Linked DNA regions of Danio rerio: region 1 is linked to region 2. A link is a contact called in public Hi-C data. All regions are on one chromosome and are shown on one strand. The core of a region is the stretch at or near the end of the contact, and the rest is flanking DNA. Distances in the headings are between cores, read along the strand shown.

Region 1 (5,250 bases), core at 1,500-3,999, 84 kb after region 2:
CATTGTCATCGATCATGCATCAATCTAATTATAAATATTTGATAACTTTTAATACTTTTGACTAAATTTAGTCAAGGAGCAAAGATAAATAATGTTTGCTTTAATAGTGGAGAGATCGCGATTGTATTCAATCTGAGCACACAGGCGATCATGAGAGGTCTTGCAGTTCATTTGAAAAAAGCATATTTAAGAGCTCGCATATCTGTTTTAGCGATTTGCGTACATGAATGCGCTCTCGTGTTAAAATAAAGCACTCGCCGCATTTGCAGAAATGAATAATTGCGCAATACCGCAATTCCCGCGCCGCCATTCAGAATGTGTTTGGAGGAGTGACAGGTCAGACTGGCTGTCGGAGAGCGAAACGTGTATGTAGATCATCAAAAAGGCAGGACATATGTCCGCGGTTTAATTACTCTGTTGAACATATATACAGTGAAAACATCCGAGAAGCATTATTCCAACAAAACATTTGTTTTTAAGTTGTTTTTTCTGTCTCTGCAACACAGAAAGCATTTGTCCCGCCCTTACGTTTCACGCAACTAGACAAGGTCGACTGTGATTGGCTACTTTTCATGTCAGTCAAATCACGCTTCAGAATCAATTCTTAAACTTTGGAAACTGATTTTTAGCAGCTTATGACACAATGCACTAAAATAAACATTCTAAGCACAGCGTTGTGATCGTACGCTTCACTAAACAGCCAATGCTGATCACATCAATGTTATATTACGCATTAAAGGATTAAGTGTTAATTGTTTCTTTCATTATTCAGCGGTTCCTCCGCGTACCACTAGGAGGAAGCCCGCGTACCACTAATGGTACGCGTACCACAGTTTGAGAACCACTGTCATATATCATTAGGAAAAACAGCAATCTGTTAAAGTTTTGAAGCAAAAAAAAGAAACTTTAGCCCACTATCATTTACTAGACAGAAAACAAACTGGCCAGCACATTCAACTGTCCTCAGTCACAATTTGGCCATTTCAATAAAAATATAATAATTAAAACATAATAATAATAAAAATAATAATTAATTCTTCAGAATTTTTCTAGTCTCTTTGGTAAAAAATGTACATTTGAAAATTCCTGGAAATCAACAATAGCCAAAATATATTCAAATTTATGGTCCGCTTCTGGTGCTTCACAACTTTTTATTGCTCATTTTTATTTCAAGAATAAGGTCCAAGATTAAGAATAAAGTTCCCTGTAAAATGTTTTCTCTGTTTAAAAACAATAAAGTAGTGAAAGAAGACTCTTACATCAGATTATAGTCCCACCGAAGCAACAGCCGACAGAGAATTCCAATAGGTCTTAAAGCCTTTTTCGATGGATTATTTTCATTATTTATGATGGCATAGCAGTTAAAATAGGACAAATGAGTTCATACATGGGACAAATTTTGGACCTTTGTCAGTGAGGGGTGGGTCTTCTGAACCCCCCTGGCTACAGGCTTGAAAAGTTGGAACATGTTTGCTTTATGTTTTAGTATTAAAGCTTTAAAAGGGCACCTACAGGTGTTTCAGGAGCAGGTCAGATTTTCTCCTGGTCATAATTAATTTTGTTTATATTAGTTTTGTCTAAAATTATTATACCTGTCCAGTTTCATCTGAAATGCATCCTAGATCACCTTCTGAAGTGGTTTGAGCGATCTGATAGGCCTATCTGATCAGAATAAAACAAGCAAAGTGAGCAAACTGCTTCATAAACACAGACATGACGGGAATATGAATATAAATACATTATATTAATTATATAATACATATGTAATATTAAATTAAATAAAATAATTAAAAGAACAAATGCTGGACCTTTTGGCTGTGGGGGTGGTTCGTTCGAATCACCCAAACCCCCCTGGCTACGGGCATGAATAGTGCCAAAAATAATGTATTCCAGCAAACAAAACATAAAAAGTGGCTTGTTTTATTGCATAACAAGAACAATAGCATACAAAATATCGAGGAATACAGTGCTTACAATTATTTTCACATCAAAGGAACAAATAGAGTATAAAAACAATAAATAAATTTAAATTACAGGGGTTATATAAATTACAAGAAATTAGCATAAGAAAATTATTTCAAAATTGTATACATTCATATAGCTTTTTTAATTTTAATGCATTTTAATGCCTTATTTAGGGTTTCGATATAAACCTTAAGATCAATTTTAAGCAAATAAATGTTAGGTTTATCATTGGACCATTTTTGTTTGTGTACATGGAACTTTGTATAGGCCTATATAATAATTAAATTGATAGAAAACTGAAGTTTAAATATGAGATATTCAACATTAAACCAAAACATTTGGGTATAGGCCTATGTGCATTCAAAAAGCAGGTGTCAACTTTATTGGTGAGACAGTATTCACTAGGTAGCCTAAGTTCCAAACTTTTTTCCCCATTCAATCTGCTCAAATAAGGAATTCTAAAAGGGTTTGATTTAGGCAACAATATAGTTCTGCATAACTTTTTACTGTAAATGTTATTAAATTCATTGTCTATAATTTTCACATCATTGATACTTAAATCATTAGTATGTAAAATATTAGATTCAGAAGACATATTACCAGATAAGAGCCGAACAAGTTTACGAAGAATTGCATCAAATTTGCAAAAAAAAAAAGTGGCTTGTTTACTTAAACACAAATTTGTCAACAAGACGTCACTGAACCCGCGCGATCTCATTGGTCCACGGAAGAACAAATATATATTTTTTATCCACGTGGAGGAGCTAAAACGACCGATGAAGCGTGTTTGTGTCACTCCGCCCACAGTCAAGCTCTCATATTCACAGGCAAACATCATCAACCGTTAAAAATGACCAGTTCGAAACAAACACTAAACGCGGACATGGATTTACCGAAGCATAAAGTCTCGTCCTACTGAACTGGTCGGTGTTTATTCGGCGTCAGAGCGGCTAATATGTGGTATTAGTGAGAGCTGAAGTGTAGATAAGAGAAAGATCATGGCAAACAGCGTCACTCAGGAGTACATGCAGATTCCCGCGGTCACTCGCGCGTACACCACTGCATGTGTCTTAACCACGGCCGCTGTGGTGAGTAGCTAAACTGCCTTTACAACATGTCTACTTCTGTATTCAAGTTCCAGGGTAAATATAGAGCCGCATATTAATTACAGTAAGTCCGTATGCCTCTCTTCAGAATTATGATATCTTCCCCACACTGAAGTATCAAGTGTCAGTGTAAATGCTTAACGAAGTAACACCATAATGATGCGTGATCGGTATTTTAGCGTCAATCTTTATTTTAGCATCAAACTTAGGCCAATGAAAGTAACATTTTCTACTTGGTTTATATCTTGTATAATTATTGTGTGTGTACAATACAGAACCAGGATATGGTACAAATTTGCACATATGGTACACAATATGCTACACATTTGTAAGTTTCTTCTAATAAACACAAAAGAAGATATTTTGAAGAATGTTGAAAACATTCATCCTTTTTTCCTACTGTGGACAATAGTAGTTATGGCGTCTAACAGTTTTCAAAATATCTTAACGAAGTAACACCATAAAATAAAATATTTAGCCAAAATAAAAAAAATAAGACTTTCTCCAGAAGAAAAAATATCATACTGTGAAAATATTTTAAACATTCAAAAGAGGGCTAATAATTCTGACTTCAACTGTATATATATATATATATATATATATATATATATATATATATATATATGTATGTATGTATGTATGTATGTATGTATGTATGTATGTATATATGTATGTATATATGTATATATATATATATATATATATATATATATATATATATATATATATATATATATATATAAATACATGTATATGTGTGTGTGTGTGTATATACATATATATTTATTTATTATCAAAAATATTTACCTTTACTATAAATGACTATAGTATTTATTTGACTATATATACACCTGTTTTTATTGAATTTTTTGTTTTAGCTGTTGTATACTATAATATGTTTCTGTTTAGTACAGCATATTATTTACAGTAAATAATTAAACTGAACTATTATGCCTTGTATGTTTCATTGACAGTTTTATTGATCACTAAGATATGATTGAAATACTAGTTCTAAAGTGACGTTTGTGAATGAGCAACAGTTTCTGCAGTTCTGACGTCAGCTGCAGATGTGAGTAAATAATGGAAGAAAGTAGTTCCTATTACAAAAGGGTTTTTAGACTCTCCGTGTTTGATTTTCTTTTTTATACACATGATTATGTTGTCGAACTGTTATATAAACGCAATATCACACTTGTAGCACTGCAATGTGGCTTTATATTAGCACTGCTGGGACACTAAGGCACAACGCACGCCTCCCACCAGTGCAGAGACATACAGGTACAATGCAGTGCTACTCTTGTGATATTGCTCATATATATATTATTATATATATATTGTGTGTGTCTGTTTGTGTGTGTGTGCATGCGTGCGTAATGCGTATATAGTGTCATTAAAAAAAAAAAAATGAAAGTCTCCCTTCCAACTAGCTTTTACGTTTTTTGATTTTAGTTAACATTAACATCAAAAGAAGAAAACAATAGTCAGTAGTTTAAAGGGTTTTAGTTTTATTTAACTACAATACTGCCCTCCCAGTGCTTGTAAAAATCAAAGACCAAAAAATTACACAAACGAAGAGCCATACATCTTATGCAAACAATCTGTAACAGTTTCATGTTTCAGCAACAACAGTCAACAATCTTTCTTCAACTAAATTGACTGTTTTGCATATTACAGCAACTGGAGCTCATCACACCATTTCAACTCTATTTCAACCCTGACTTGATATTAAAAAAATACCAGGTAAGTTTAAAACACCCCTGACACATGGCTACTTTACACATCTCTAGTTTTGATAATCATGTGTGCTTCTCTTTTCTTTTCTAGATATGGCGACTGATCACCAACTTCTTGTTTTTTGGACCTCTAGGCTTCAGCTTCTTGTTCAACATGATTTTCCTGTATCCCTTTTATGATCAGCATAATTGTGTTTGTCAGTGTGAAATGTTCAGGAAGTGTCAGACAGTTTCACAGAGTGTTTATTTTGCATAACGTGGGTTTTGTGTGTGTGGTGTGCAGCTGTGCCGAGGGTCTGTAGAGTATATGTCCTTGACTTGAGCAGATACCGATACTGCCGGATGCTGGAGGAAGGCTCCTTCCGTGGCCGAACAGCAGATTTCGTTTACATGTTCCTGTTTGGTGGTGTTCTCATGACCGTATCCTTCAGAATACACAACATTAA
Region 2 (4,854 bases), core at 1,358-3,857:
TCCTACAGGAACGGATCTTCTTCAGGTGGCAGCCCATGAGTTTGGTCACGTACTGGGTCTACAGCACTCTCTGGTGCCTGGAGCCATCATGTCCCCATTTTACAGCTTCTCCTATCCTCTCAAGCTCAGCGAGGATGACAAGAAGGGGATCCAGTACCTGTACGGACCCCCAGTGCGAGCTCAGCCACAAATCCCAGCAGAAACCAATGACATTCCCAGTGCATTCCCAGTGAGTAGCTAAACACGTGTTCTGTAAATTATGTCAGCAGTGAAACAAATACACCTCAACAGCATTTGGGTGACAGAATTGTTTCGCAATGCCAATTCATACCACACAGAAGAACAGCAACAACAAACATCAACAAAAAAGTTAGCTATTGGATTTAGAATGTTGTGATAAATGACTGTGATGTTACATTAATTCAATAAGTACCTACTTTTTCAGTCTCAGGGCTAAAATAGACGTTTATGTGAAGCCTATCCTATATTCCTTTTCAGAGTTGTTGTTGTTTGTTTGGAAAATCAAGTGACACTGATTGAACATGTAAAACATAAACTCCACCAAAGGCAACAGACGCAGAGGGTTATCGCACTGATCAAACAAACTCCAACATTTTTGTTTCGTGGTGTTCATCTGTGCTGTGAAATGGACTTTATTGGCGCTTATTTAGTAATTTTGTGAAAATGTTTTTTTTGAATTGTTTGATTATTACATTTAGAAAAACACACACAGACACACACACACACACACACACACACACACACACACACACACATATATATATATATATATATATATATATATATATATATATATATATATATATATATATATATATATATACATATACATACAAATCTTATTTAACATTTTAAATATATTTATTGTCCTGGGAGAATTTATAATTATTTTATTTTTATTTTATTTTATTTATTTATGTTAATTTTTAATAAACTTTACTTATAGAACACAAGCCAATATCGGTCTCTACAAATGTGCAATTTTCCACACTTAACCCCCGCACGCATAGCAAGTCTTCTTGCAGAACATAAAAGATAAATGAATGAACGGACGAAAAAATATATTAAATGAAATAAATAAATAGAGGAAGCAGTGGTGCAGTGGGTAGCATGATCACCTCACAGCAAGAAGGTCTCTGGTTTGAGCCTCAGCTGGGTTAGTTGCCATTTCTGTGTAGAGTTTGCATGTTCTCCCCGTGTTTATGTGGGTTTCCTCCAGGTGCTCCGGTTTTCAAAGCCATCTGCTATAGGTGAATTGGGAATGTTAAAAATTGCGTAAAACATATGCTGGATAAGTTGGCGGTTCATTCCGCTGTGGTGACCCCAGATTAATAAAGGAACTAAGCCAAAAAGAAAATAATGAAATAAATAAACAATGGTGTGGTTTTGTTGGTCATTACAGTTTTGGATAACCAAGATAATTAAGAATGATAGCTATTCCTCTTGCTTATTGTGATTTTGGTTGTGCTGAACTTTCTCTTTGTAAACGAGTCCAATTAAAAGGATGACTACATCGGCGTATAAATGCAAAAGTGAGGGCTAGTTCTGACCATGAAATGATTTTTTAAATGACCACTGCAAGAGGTGTTAATTTGTCAAAATAATCCAGTAATGGCCTCCAATGTGTATAAAATCTATTAGATAAGCCTCTGAGAGAGAACCTAATCTTCTCCAATTTCAGAAGACCTAACTTGTCATTTAGCCAGATTTGATTGAGGGTGGTTGGTGGGATTTCCACATTAAGAGAATTCTCTCGCAAGCAACAAGTGAGAAGAAGGCGATGTCATTAATATTGTTGTTGTTGTTGTTTAATCATTCATTCATTTTCCTTCGGCTTAGTCCCTTTATTCATTAGGGGTTGCCACAGCGGAATGAACCGCCAACATTTAGTGACCCAGCTGAGACTCAATCCAGTGACATTCTTGCTGTGAGGCGACAGTGCTAACCACTAAGCCACTGTGCCGCCCTGTTGTTGTTGTTATCCTTATATTAAATTTGTCTTGCATTAAAATTTTTATTATACCAAGAATGATCTTATATTTGCAATTTGTTTAGCCTTGGTTAGACTTTCAGTCCAAACTTGGTTATTCAAATATTTGATTCATCTGTTCAGATCTAATGAATCTAATGCAATAAATGTATTGGTTTATAGCGATGAGATTGTGCTGGTATGCCAACAACAGAATTAAAAACTGGTTTTGCAATACTTTCAAGCTGAATCTCCATGAACTGTGTGTTCACATTAAACACAAAACATTTGAACACCTTCAGCAAACTCATCCCAACATGACAGGTGGCTTTAACCTCATCCACTACACAATATACAACAGTAAATTGAGATAAATTATTTCAAATACTCGGATATAACCAAAAGACTGTTTATCTGAACAAGCTGATGCGTTCCCTTCATTCTCCCTTTGTTTATTCAGTCTCCTCTTTTCTCACTGTTTGCAGCCTGACGCTTGTCACACAGATTTCGATGCTGTGTCTATAATCCGTGGGGAATTGTTCTTCTTCAAGGCCAGCTATGCGTGGCGCATCAGGGATGGCCGTCTGCAGGCCGGATACCCTGCGCTGGCCTCCCGACACTGGAGTGGCATTCCACAGAAAATAGACGCCGCCTATGAAGACAAAAAGGGCAATATCTGGTTCTTTGAAGGTGGGTGAGTGCAGCGGCACTGGCTGACTCTGGTGATTTGCGGTTGGAGGACAGGATTAGACAAGCCTGGTTATATACAAATGTATGGTGACGGGTGGTGCGGTACTTCCCCTTGACCCATATCTGAAGCGTCCCACTTTGTGAAGGGCATGACTGAACACAACCACGCTGAACACTCACTGCTAACAACTGACAAACACACACGCATGTTGTGCAGGACAGTTCCTAAACAGTTTTGTACTCTTATGGGTGGTTGCTGCAGTTTAAATAGTTTATAAGTTAATTAAATTTTCTAAATTAGAAGCATTAAAGATTGAAAATGTGGGTTGGAAAATGTAGTTTGGTCATGTTGAATCTAATAGCATCGATTCGATCTGAGTCAAATAGCTACTGTGTATGAGTTCAAATATGCTGTAAATGTACTTCATTTTTTACCCACTAGAGGACACTAGACAGACAGTTTTATGGAAATGTCAATATGTCACATAGCACTATTAAACACAATAAAAGGTTAACTAATGTGCTGCACAATGCAAATCACAAAAATAAAAATTCTCACTGATAAAATGCCTAATCAAAAAGGTAAGTTTTCAACCTTGATGTATAAACAGTAAGAGATGATATAGACCTAAAACAGAGGGGCAGAGCATTCCACAATGTAGGACCAGCTAATGCGAAAGCACTGTCACCCCTGCATTTCAGCCTCGACTTGAAGCCTCGGATGCATAATAATCTCTGGTTTGATGACTGAAGAGACCGACCAGGCAGATATTCAGTCAACAGATCTGACAGATAAGAAGGTGCCTGGCCATTTAGTGAATTAAAAACAAAGAGAAGAATTTTAAATGCATAAACGTTTTACGTTTTTATATTTTTGAGCTATTTAAAGTAAAAATAAAATTGTCATTTTGTGGTCTGTATAATAGTTCAGATTTTGTATTCAGTGATGTTTTCAAACTAGGGTCATAACAGAGTACTAGGGGGTCTGTGGAAATGTTTGAGATTTTTTTTAAATAATTAATGTAATAAACTACAAATAATGTAAAATAATCAGTCAAAGTATTAATATAAGTACATAAGCTTAAAGGAAAAAATGAATATATTACTGATAAAATAATCTAATAATTAAAATTAGTACAAATAATGATTTCAAATCTGTGATGATTAAGAACATATAAATAAATAAAATTTTAGTTAAATTTAAAAAGTATTTCTTAAAAGTTAGAAACATGGCACTATAATGATTAGAATAATTAAGTGTAACTTAATAGAAACTAAATATTTTCCATAATCTTTGTTGATTGATGTTTTTTTATTTTAACATTTATAATTTATTTTTAAGGATTATTTGGCTCTTCATACAAGACACTTTTTAGATGCCTTGTGCAGTTCAGGATTATTTATTATCCTTAATTATTTTTTACATTGATCCAATCTTAAATATTATGCTTATTTAAAACAATTTTAAAACAGCATGTTTGTAATAAAAAAAGTAACATCTCTAATAATTCATAACCACTATAATCACCGCAGTCGCATGGTGTCAGTAAATGCTCACATATATATATATATATATATATATATATATATATATATATATATATATATATATATATATATATATATATATACACACACACATATATACACGTGTGTGTGCATGTGTGTGAGACTCATCATTTCAGAAAGGTTTAAATAAACTCCACCACAAATACATCAAATAAACTTACTTGGTATTTTTGACTAATAAGCTGTTTTTCAGCTTCATGCTTGTCTGTCTCTGTCACTGACGGCTGTTTATCTGCTGTAACACAGGAAAAGCACGCATGCACGTGGGAACGGTGGGCGGGGAAAAGCAGCTCATTTGCATTTAAAGCTACAGGCTTCAAAAACAGCTACACTGTACTCAGACACCAAAACGGGCAGATTCTGGAGGTTATAATAAATACGCAGATTCTGGAGACACCAGAGGTATATCTTACATCTTGTAAAAGGAGTAAAATAGGTGCCCTTTAAAGTTAGACACGTTAGCACCAACCTGTTGGAACCACAGGAACAAGAAAATGCATAAGCAAGACTTTTCAAGCATATGATGCGAAATTGAAATAGTTACATTGAGTAAAATCATACATGAAAGCAGTGATATGTCTAATGAATCTTTCCCTTATGTCTTA

Evidence for each region. Hi-C and Micro-C count contacts between places; a contact is called where the count stands out from the background.
Region 1: a Hi-C map of hematopoietic stem cells shows a contact between it and region 2, with 2.2 times the contacts expected there. The contact joins the promoter of derl3 here to the enhancer-like site in region 2. A contact is called at or near these places in 2 of 18 Hi-C or Micro-C datasets (hematopoietic stem cells and an unstated tissue).

The regions. Positions count from the first base shown.
Region 1 is chr8:32,983,789-32,989,038 of GRCz12tu, forward strand. It overlaps derl3 (derlin 3), which reads left to right and starts at 2,750. Exons shown (of 7, transcript NM_200903.2): 1 at 2,750-3,053; 2 at 4,746-4,811; 3 at 4,896-4,969; 4 at 5,131-5,224. The coding sequence starts at 2,964. LOC141375655 (a long non-coding RNA gene) reads right to left here and starts at 2,654. Exons shown (of 3, transcript XR_012384435.1): 1 at 2,566-2,654; 2 at 1,593-1,662.
Region 2 is chr8:32,899,639-32,904,492 of GRCz12tu, forward strand. mmp11a (matrix metallopeptidase 11a) reads left to right here. Exons shown (of 8, transcript XM_021478463.2): 5 at 9-229; 6 at 2,476-2,680. Among named protein-coding and RNA genes, the nearest start is that of mmp11a, 23 kb to the left of the region's middle. Within about 2 kb of position 2,608, at least 3 of the 62 cell types and tissues checked have an H3K27ac peak or open chromatin away from gene starts, as enhancers often do.